2 separate regions of the Gossypium hirsutum genome follow, and region 1 is linked to region 2. A link is a contact called in public Hi-C data. All regions are on one chromosome and are shown on one strand. The core of a region is the stretch at or near the end of the contact, and the rest is flanking DNA. Distances in the headings are between cores, read along the strand shown. Region 1 holds the start of LOC107910620 (protein NRT1/ PTR FAMILY 5.10). Region 2 has its middle 11 kb from the start of LOC121215179.

Evidence for each region. Hi-C and Micro-C count contacts between places; a contact is called where the count stands out from the background.
Region 1: a Hi-C map of leaf shows a contact between it and region 2, with 1.8 times the contacts expected there. The contact joins the promoter of LOC107910620 here to the enhancer-like site in region 2. A contact is called at or near these places in 4 of 34 Hi-C or Micro-C datasets (hypocotyl and leaf).

Annotation. Positions count from the first base shown.
Region 1 is chrD02:25,071,759-25,077,818 of Gossypium_hirsutum_v2.1, reverse strand. It overlaps LOC107910620 (protein NRT1/ PTR FAMILY 5.10), which reads left to right and starts at 2,545. Exons shown (of 3, transcript XM_016838528.2): 1 at 2,545-3,153; 2 at 4,984-5,531; 3 at 5,945-6,060. The coding sequence starts at 2,725.
Region 2 is chrD02:25,036,142-25,041,693 of Gossypium_hirsutum_v2.1, reverse strand. No RefSeq gene overlaps it. Among protein-coding and RNA genes, the nearest start is that of LOC121215179, 11 kb to the left of the region's middle. Within about 2 kb of position 2,568, at least 6 of the 9 cell types and tissues checked have an H3K27ac peak or open chromatin away from gene starts, as enhancers often do. A contact at or near this core is called in leaf, where this site is marked.

The sequences.
Region 1 (6,060 bases), core at 1,296-3,795, 36 kb before region 2:
GATTGAAATGAGTAGATTTTGTTTATTTATTCGTAATGGGGGTCTTTTTTTTATGAATATGCTTACTTGTCTATGAAAAATGAATCTACAAGGATCGTGCTACGAATCCGAGCCAGTTAGGACAAGCTACTAATAGTAGTTCACAACATGGACTATTTGCCAAGATTTGCCTTACTTGGTTATCTGTATTTATTGGTGTAAGATGTGCTATGAGAATTATTTATGGGTTTTCTTTCATATAAGTCCGTTGGTAAGAATCTACAAGGATTTTCTCTTAAAGATTCAGAAGCGTAGGAGTTCGCAAAGGCAACTAGCGAAGGTAGAATTGGTAGGAATAATCTGCCAAGAGATCAAATGTTTATCTATATTCTGATATTACATCTGTGAAATCTCATCAGTGGAAGCTTATTGGATGCAACACTGTATATAGACAAATATGAATTTTTTTTATTTTCAATAGTAGATCTATAGCAGTCAAGTACGTTGACTTGTTTTCTAGGATGTGCAAGTAAATAAGCAATGGTGTCATTAAAGAGAATGTGCCAAGCACATGTGAGCCAGTTAATGTGCCAAGCACATGTGAGCCAGTTCATGTGACGTAGATTCTTTCCAATAAGATTGGCGAATCATCCCAATACAGACAAGTCAAACATGAATTCTGAATCATGAAATACAAGCATGCTAGCTTAGTGCTGATAAGGTATGAAAACTCGCTAAGTTCATTGAACTTATGTATGTATTATTTTTGTATTGCATGTACAAATGGGAAATTCAAGGTTTCGAGGAGGTACCAGGCCAGAATCTACCGCACTGAGATGGACATGCTTTTTAGTCGTAATATGCATACAGTGGGGTGACTTAGAGGCAGAACCTCAAGGTTATAGTCAAATTTGTAATTAGATATGATTAAAACATTATTTTCAAACTAAGCAGATACTTAATATGTTAAAGCTACTTTGTAAAATATTTTGTACCTTATATAAAAGTTACATATTGAAATAAATTTATATATGTGACGAGGTCAATTAGATCATTGTGTTTTAATATTAACTAATTTAGTAAGTAGGAATGGAGGAATATATAGATATTAGAATATGTTAGTTAAGTTTTGAATATAAAGCGTAGCACCCTGTAATCCAGATCCAGCGATCGGATCGAGTATGTAGTGTTACACAAATCTCTTCATACAAACAAAAATGGAGACGAAAATCTTTTCATGCAAACAAATTTCTCTCAACCATTTTGATTCTTGAGGCAAAAAAAAAAATGTTTTTATTATTATAATGTAGAAAAAAAATCAAAGAACCTTTTTTTTAAATTGAAAAGTCGATGTTCAATAACAAAAGAAAAAGAAACAATTCTCTTTTCTTAAAGAATGAGAGAGGGGGAGTCCTTAAATTTTCATGCAAAATTTGGGCCAATCTTTAACAAATTTGATTAATTAAATAATAGTTTAGGAGAAGGTGAGTAGCATACCTAAATCTTAGGTCGATCTGATAATCAAAAATGGAAATAAAAAAAGGGAGAGTTTGAAAGTTTGGCTGTAGATCTAGAAAACTCTGGGCTTATTGTGGCAAAATTGATGTTAGATTTGGAAAACGGGAGGTTGAAATAATGTTAAGGTGGATTTTTTGGTGTTGATCGATTGTTATGGTTGCTTCTTAGCAATGGTTGCTGGATTGTGGATTTTGCTATAACAAAATTTCTAACCAAATAAAGTTCTAAGAACATCTCATTAGAAATTTGGGTATAACCCTTTAGTTTTTTACTAAGATATCTAACAAGATATTCTTAAAAATTTTGGTATTGCATTAGAGATTTTTATATCATATTAGAAATTTTGATATAGCATTGATATTTTGATATTGCATTAGAAATTTTTGTATTGATTAAAAATTTTGGTTTTGCATTAGAAATATTAACATCTGGTTAAAAACTTTGAAGTTGTAAACTAGAATTTTCAATCATTCACCTTTATATAAATTTAATTGTGGGGTTTAAATTTTTTGACATTGACAAATAAAATTAAGGAAAAATATAATTTTTTACCCCTAAACTTAGCAATTAGGTTCATTTTGGTATTTGTATTTTATTTTTGTTCATTTTGGTGCATGAAATTGACAACTAAATCCATTTTAGTCCTTGAACTTAGATTTCGTGAAGATTTAATGATGTGATTAGTGTTCTTGGAACATAATTGGATTGCTCGAAAAGATCAATAGAATCGACAAGCATACTAGTACAAACAAAGAGGTTGAACAAGTTGAATTGAAAATAAATCGAAATTGGTAAAAATTGAAAACTTAAACAAAAACAAGTAGTTGAACAAGTTGAACCAGTTTAATAAATTTTTTAATTTTTATTTATTTATTTATTTATTATTGGTCTAGTTGTTGAACCTATCAAATCGATTGAATCAAGAATCAATGGTCCGACCGGTTCAATCACTAATTCGGGTATTAGAACATTGCATTTGACACTTTAAGATTGTAGCACATCTTCACTTGAAATTTTGTATAATTTTTTAAATTTTCAAGTGATGGTATGGCATAATCTCTGAGTAACATGACACTAGGTTTTCATATTTTTGAAGTTTAAAGACCAAAATAAATTTAATTATCAATTTTTTTAAGTATCAAAGTGATAAATAATTATATTATCCCTATAATTAATTATAAATAAATTATTAAAAATTTCATAAAAGGACGCGTGTGGTGGTTATTTATGAATTATGATCTCCTCCTCCAGTCGGATCATTGGTTGAGTCTGAATTACTCCAAAACTTTTATCAGAGCTATCTCAATGTCAATCTCCGATCCCTCCGCTGCTCAAACTCCACTTTTGGATGACACTATTGACGGCTGCCTTGACTACAAAGGCCGACCTGTCCGCCGCTCAAGCTCCGGATGTTGGATATCCGCTTCTTTCATCATAGTCGTCGAAATTGCTGAGAGGTTTGCTTATTACGGAATCTCTTCTAACCTCATAACTTACTTGACGGGGCCTCTGGGCGAGTCTACTGCTACCGCCGCCGCGCAAGTTAACGCTTGGAACGGGGCGGCCTCGCTTCTGCCTCTCTTGGGTGCATTCATTGCTGATTCTTTTCTTGGCCGATACCGCACTATCATTCTTGCTTCCCTTGTTTATATTTTGGTAAAACATTTTCCTTTCTTTTCTTTCCCAATAGATAAGAACAGCTAATGTTTCATCATAATTTCTTCCTTAAATATTTAATTTTGGCGTTTAAAAAGACAGCCGCAATGCCTGGAATTTTGGTTCTTAGCATTTTTAATTTTAAAATTTTCTACCCTGTTTTTTTCCCTCGAATATTGACATAGAAAATGGAGGGTATAGTTCCTTTTGGAATAATAATTGACATGATTTTTAGCCTCTGCTGTCAGGTTAGGGTATTGAATTAATTATTGTGACTGAACTTGGATGAAACTGTGTGAGAGAGAGAGAGAGAGAGAGGCTTTCTGCTAGTATTCGAATTGTTTCATAGGTTTAAATGTTTTCCTGTCATTTTGGATGCCTTCTGGAGTAGTATAACTCAAGGTTCAATGAGCCAAAAAAAAAAACCTATAGCCCAAGGTTATCCTTCCTCCATGTGAGATATTTTTTCCATGGCTTCTTGGCAATCAAGGATGGACTTACTACAATGAAAAGAATGTCAAGCCTGGGAACGCATTTGAAATTGGCTTTCTGCTCCTTGTGAGAATAAGATTCATCTTTGTGGGTTGTTATCTGACCTAGAGAGAGAGTGAGCTGGGGTACCTGAGCTACAATTCTAGATGAAAAAGCATAGGAACTTTAGAATTGGTAAAACAACAGACCATTTTTGCTGCCCTAGCTCTGATGGAACTTTCGTTATTTCATAAAAGTGGCACCAGTTCATGTTATTTCTTTTGAGTTGTGATTGTGTTTATTGATATAGTTGGTAGAAATCAAGTTTCTAGTTTGAATATTTATATTTTTATTTTGAACCAGTTTCATAAAATTCTGTCTGCATGTCGTTGGTTATTAGCTGTTTGCAAAAGGAAGTTGAAGGGGGAGATAGAAAGAGCTAACAGTAGTTAGAAGCAAAACTTGAGTTTAATAGAAGAAATTAGGGAGAAACGAGGAAGTAATTGAGGAGAGAAACCATGGAAAATCAGTGAGGGTGAGAAGTGTCCAACTCAATAATTTGTTATCCAAAAATATCAACATTTGATACTCCAGGCCTAATAGATATTCAAACAAAAATGGTTTTTGTAGCTGAATGAAGTCATAATAAAAGGTGTAATACCTAGCTCTAAACTATGCTATTTGGACTTGAGGCCTAAGGGGTGTGCTGGATATATGTATGTGTTTGGCATAAATATGCTCTACTTTTTGAAGTTTTCCCATGTATTTGGTGCATTATGCCTCATATTCATGTCTTGATATGTGTTGGACATAGTTGCTCTGGAAAACATGAAAATCCCAAGTAACGTAGGCCCTAAAATAGTACTTGGAAATAAGGTAAGCTACTTAATATAAATAGCCTAATAAATTGAAGTAAAGATTACTATTACACTCGTAAACTACAACTTCATTACTAAACAAACTCTTTAAGAAACTCCTTTCCATACTGTGTATGCTTACTTGCTTCTTATGTATTAAAATTTGTTAAATCATCCAATGAAACAAAGAGTTTGAATTTATGCTCGACTTCAGAAACCTTGACTCAAGCTCCCTTTAACAACATTAATCATTACGAACGCGCACAATAATTCTCAAATTAGTGAGGTTGCTTGTCATGTTCAAACAAAAACTTTGAAGCTCAATTCAAGATGTGAGAAAACCTGCTGTAATATCAATTGTACTTGATGAATCTGTTTCATGACTTAGCTTTTCTCATCGGTAGCTGTAGGGTAGCCACAGGACTGTTTTGATTGTTTAATTAATTGATTAGAGTGCTTACTAGCTGTTTTCCATAATTACTTCATTTGGAATGAGTTATAGGGGCTAGGCTTGTTGGCTCTCTCTGCCACACTTGGTTCCATCAGCAGTTCTGGTGGTCAAAATGCAGATGACATTGCATTAAGCTCTTCACTTCAGTTTCAAGTGATACTATTCTTCTCCTCGCTGTATCTAGTAGCATTTGCACAAGGTGGACACAAGCCATGCGTTCAAGCTTTTGGAGCAGATCAATTTGATACACAAGACCCTGAGGAGTGTAAAGCCAAGAGTTCATTCTTTAATTGGTGGTACTTTGGTATGTGTGCGGGTACCTTAACAACCCTTTCAATTTTAAACTACATCCAAGATAATCTTAGTTGGGTTCTTGGATTTGCAATACCTGGTATTGTGATGGCTGTGGGACTGGTTGTTTTTCTGCTTGGAACAATGACTTACCGGTATAGTGTGAAAGGGGATGAGGAAAGCCCAATTGTGACTGTTGGTCGAGTGTTCATTTTGGCAGTTAGGAACCGGAAAACATCGTATTCTGCAATTGCAGCAGAGGAAGAAGCCCGAGGAATTCTTGCAACTGAAAGTTCCAAGCAATTCAAGTAAGTGAGATATTTTTGCACTAAAGGAATTAGGACCATAAAAAAAAGGGACAAATAGAGCTTTAGTAAAGGTCAATATCTAAAGCCTCATGCATTTTCCTTAAGTGCCACCATATTTTCTCCATTTAACTTATCATATATAAACTCGTAATGATTGCATGGTAATGAGATATAGTTTTGTTTATCATTTTGTAACTGCCTTCATTGAGGCAATCATAGCATGATGTATAGTTGACATGGAGCTCTTGCTTGTTGCTTTTCTTCTTCCTGTTATTAAAGTGTTTAATGCTTCAACTTTATTGAACCAATTGAGTTTTTCTTGCTCTTTTTGGTTTATGAAAATAATGCTTTTATATACATTTTCTGTAGCAAATGTCTCTAACATGGCAATATGGATCTTTTTAATGTGGTAGATTCCTCAATAAAGCCTTGCTTGCTCCGGATGGTTCAAAGGAGCAAGGAGAGGTGTGTAGCATCAGAGAGGTTGAAGAAGCAAAAGCTGTTATAAGGCTTGCACCAATATGGGCTA
Region 2 (5,552 bases), core at 1,319-3,818:
ATACCATCAAAGACATCCATCCCATGTGATCTGTAATGATGATTAAATGAAAAGTTCAACACATTAACATCACATTACACGGGACCTCTCGCCTATAAATACCTCTAGGAACAATGAACAAAGGACCGACTATCCAGAGATATCAAGCCTATATCCTACCAACTTGCCTTCAACACCTAATCACTATACTCTTCTCTTCTCTACTTGATGCGTCATGAACCAACTAAAAATTTGACTAAAACAAGTGCACCTATCAATTAATAGTATATTTACGGTGAGCAAAGATATCATTCCACCAAGACTAAAAGTACTAGTAATTACCGTCTTTCTATTATTTAACCGATAAATTCGAGTGACTGATTGAAAACTAAAATTAACTAAATTAATTACTAACAAACATGACAAATAACAAATTAAAAAAAATAATAGATTAATAACCAAGAAGAGAAACAATACCAAGGAACGAATTCACCTAAATTTCATCTGTCATTATCAATCTAAATTATCTAATTTCTTTACTTAGTAACTTGATCCGTAGAAATCCATAAATTATGCCCACATCTTTTTCGAGAATAAGGGCAACTGACTCTAGGTTGATTAATTGAAATTTCTTTCTAATTAAAACATCTATTATCACATTAGCTCGTACTATGGATTCCCCTATTAGATCTAATCTGATAGATTTATGTCATCATATGTGTAGGATTGCATGCAACTCCACTCAATTACGCAAGATCTACTCTTAAATAGGGTCTATTCCACCTCTAATTTAAGCACATCATACATGGATTAATAGTCTAGAAATATCACCAAGAATTAAGCACACATAATTGAGAATAAGAAACTAAGTATTTATTGCGTAAAATAAAAATCAAATGACAGAATTCATCATAAGGTTCATCTCCCTAGGTATTTAGAAAATTAGTTCATACTTGAAAATAAAAACATTTAAGATACAGTATAACCAAAATAAATAAAGAAACTCATGATAATCTCCTAAGAAATCAATTGGGAATCTTCAATCTTGACGGAAATCTGCTTCAGAATTAGATTCAATGGTCCTTTTTGAGTTGTTTTCTTGAATATTCTATGACGACTCACTCTTATCTTCTTATTTTCATCATATATATGCATTAGAATGCCCAAAAAAACCTAAAAATTTTGATTTTCTGTAGTTTAGAGTGCAAATCCAGGAAATCAACATGGCCTACCACATGATCGTTTGGTTGGCCGTGTGGAATGGGTCAGCCCTTGTGGCTCCTATAACTTGCTTCGATTTTTTGATTTTCACTCGATTTTCGCTTTTTTTGCTCCCAAACGCTCTGTTAAGCATAAAAACATGAATTTAAAGGACTAGGAGCATAAAATTCACCATTAACATCAAATAATCACCCAATAATGCATTAAGAATGAGGGTAAAACATGTTACTTTTAGCATTTATCACTACTCTTTGTAACCTCCAACCCTCCGCCCCGATTGAGTGAACCTGCCTCTGTGACAACCACCATACTCTCTTCCTTATTTTTTCCTTGTTGTAACAATGTATCGAAAATTCTATTTCAAGTATAATTATTCTCAAAGTTACTAATTAGAATAAAATATCCTTGATGGTTGGAGTTTAACCCTAATGAGACTTCTAGTATAAGCCCCTAGTCTAGTCTATAAATTGCTTGTAAACCATCAAAGATGATTGCAAATTTTCAAAAAAAATAGACTAGAAGATAGATACTAAATTGTGAGTTATATCTGTTTTCCTAGTGTTAAGTTATTTATTAATCAATAATGGCCAAAGGTAGGTAAGTCTTTCTTATTTAAATGGATTATCAAGTTGATGCAAAGAAATTTTGGGACTCCGGCATGCTATAATCAATCCTTTGACTCTTTCATATTTGCATATTAAGAAGGTTTTAGTTTTATGTTTTGTGTTCCTTGAGAATAAGTAGAAATGTAAGTGTGGGTGTAATAACTTCTCGAAAAAGAGTTACCATAAGTTTATTCTTAATAATTTTCATACTTGTTCTCAAGTATTTTTATGCATTTTAGGATTATTTTCTCCAACATTTCATTCTGTGTTTAGTTCATGCTTTGTATGTTTTCAGTGCTATTTTAAGTTAGTTTTAGTGTTTAAGCATTTTTGCTTAAGAATAAAGTAGTATGCTTTATCGAATTGAAGGTAGAAAAGCGAAGGAAAAGTCAAAGAACGATATGATACAATACTAACGCACGAATACAAAGGAGAAGCATCTTGATTCTTGGCAGAAGGAAGCGCACTACAACACCACTTGGTACCGTAGTGCTGGAAGTAGGGGTGTGCAAAATTCGGGTAACACTGAAAAAATTTAGTTAACAGACCGAATTCGATTAATCGATCGGTTAATTAATTTTTTCGGTCAGGGTCGGTTAAGGATTTTTTGCTTTTTCGATTAACGGTTAAATCGATTTGAAATTGGTCAGTTAATCGAATTTTTTTGGTTTAACCGAATTTTACAGGGTAAATACCATGGGCCTTAAATTAAACCCAGCCCAATTTATTTTCTCTGCTCCAAGTACAACTTGGACTTGGACTGTCCAAGAACCGAACCTTTTCTAGTTTTCTTAATATTCAACAGGTAAGTAACAGCATTACAGCAACAGCTGACTTTCAATCTTTCTTAGTTTCATTCACTTAACAGTAACACAAATCGGATTCTCAATCTCAATCTCAGTCAAATCAGGAAAACCTACCAGTTCCAACACACCAATACCCAGACGGCCAGACCCAGGTTTTCTTTCTTCTCCCTTTCATTTTTTTCCAATTTCTTCAATAGGTCTTTATTGTATTTCTGGCAGATATATTTTAGGGTTTTGTTTTGTTTTATTTACTATTTAGTTCGTCTACCTTTTTCTGATTTACTTTTAACGTTTCTGCTTTTCTCATCTGATTCAATCGCAACACTTGAAACACTCAACTTGAGCTCTTTGAACAGCACTCTTTAAGCACTCACCACAATCTGAATCCCCCACTCTCTTTCACATTGCCCCAAAAGATAAATAGATTAGTAATTTGTGGTGTAAAAACCATGGTTGCTAACCACCCCACTTTCCAACACTAAAAAGACAGTGTCCCTCCTCTCTTCAAACCCAGTCCCGGCAACATTTGTAGCACCACAAGTTTTGAACAACATCTCAAAAGTTTAAAATCCCCTCGATTATGTTTACCAAGTGAAAATGCTTGTTTACCAAGTGAATATCATTTGTGTTTTGTCTAAATTTGGGGGATACAATTATTTAATTTCTTTTTTATTCTTGGAATTAAATGAAGAGAAGATTTAAAATTAATAAGCTTAAGGTTTTTTTGTTTTTTGAAAGGATAAACTCAAGCTTGAAATGGTCTAAATTGTGTACTTCCTAGCATCCTACGAGTTGGAAAATAGGGATCATATATTTTCCCAAACTCAAATGTCATTGCATTCCTGCATATGTTGATCGGTACTAATTTATTTTAATCGATGCCAATAAATTCTTCCATGTTTGTTAATAAGAAAGTAATAAAGAGATTGAAAAACTAAATTAATTAATGGAGAATTGATAAAATTATATATGGAATATTTTTTATACATGTTTAGGCTACATGGAAATTCACAAAGAGTTTACGTTTATATCAAAAAGAAATGAAAGTGCCTAAATTGAAATGATAAGACTGAGTTTTATTTTACGCGATTAAACCCTTTTCATCGAATTGAACCTTCAAACGATTAAATTTTCACACGAAATTTTTACACATATAACTTAACATATAATAGACACTAAAAATAATATTAAAATATTTTTTTGACTCGAATTTGTAGTCCCGAAATCATTATGTCCGATTAGGATCTAAATTGGGCTATTACAATCATTGATTTATCCTTTATGCTTGTTGTTGGCGAAGCAAACTGTTTAGCTGATACCTTGGCTAAAGCAGGCATGGAAAGATCATCTTTATATTTAGCTTCCTGGTAATTTGTAGTTGATCTTGCTCAAAACGAAGGGATTTGTTGGAGGTGGATTTTTCTGGATTGTCTCATTACTATGTTTTTGTCCCTCTTTATAAAATGCAAGGATTTTCTCACCCTGTACTGTATTGTTTTACTTTCTTAATAATAATAAAACAAATATGTATGTTGTTGCTACATAAATAGGCTATTATAAATTATATTTCACTATAAAAACATACTTAATAACACACCATCACCTAAAAATGGTTTTTTTTGTGTGTGATAATTTTTAGATCTTATATAAATTTTTAATTTTAAAGTGATGAAATGACACAATCTCAAAATGTCCTATAATCACACCTTAATGGAATCTGGGCTGATTTAGGGAATTAATGTGAGCACAAAAAGAATTACTGAATTGAGGGATTAAATGTTAATTTATCTCTCAATTCTTTTGTTTTTTCCGTCGTCATCTTTTACATCTATAGTGGTCATATGTTTCTTCTTTTTATACATATGTGATAGATTTATAAGTTAATTACATTAATATAATCACTTAATCTTATTTTAATTTTTTATACTATGTTTGTTATATCAGTTTTAATTAACGAAATATTTCTGCTCATGTTGGTAGGTTCTTTTATAATAAATATTTTTTTTAATAGTAGAGGAAATATTTTTTTATATTTGTAAATTAATATAATGTGTATTTATAAAGATTCACTGGTTGACTTAGGATCCAAGTTCAATCGGCTAGAAAAATATTTAAAATATAATTATTTTTTACATTAATTTATAATTGATATATTTAAATAATTATATAATTAAAAGAAAATGATTTATAATTAGTTTTTTCAACCTCAAAGCTCTTTATTCTCTCTATTCCAATTTCAACCTTTGTCTCTCCGAATTGATGACTCGATATTATTTTAATTTATTATATACTTTTTTTCTTACAGAATGTCAACCGAACCAACATCTATTGAGGGTAGTGTTACACCTCCTACTTCGATAGATTCTGAAAATTTGGGAGTTGGAACTTCTAGCCAAACAAAGGTGACTACCGAGAAAAGAAAAGCCACTCCTCAAAGGTCAGAAGTTTGGTCTCACTTCACTAAGATTATTAATAGTGAGGGTGCAAGTAAGGCTAAATGTAATTATTGTCAAAAGAAATTTTGTTATGATATGAAAAAAATGGTACAGGGTCATTGAAATATCATATTGGTTCATGTAAGAAAAATCCTAGTAATGTTGTTGAAAATACTCAAGGACAACTAGTTTTACCTAGAAAGGGAGTTGAAGGGAGGAGGGGAGAATAGAATTTTTCAACTTGGTGATTTGATCAAGAAGCATGTAAGAAAGGATTAGCACAAATGACTGTGATTGATGAATTATCTTTCAAGTTTTTTGAAAGTGAAGGTTTTAAAAAAATTATGTTTGTGGCATGTCCTAGGTTTCATATTCTTTCATGAACTACTATGACTAGGGATGTTTATCAATTGTATTTAGATGAAAGGATCAAGATAAAACAACTTTTGAGAAGTTCTTGTTCTAGAGTTTGCTTAACTACTGACCAGGGATTTAAATTGCGGTCG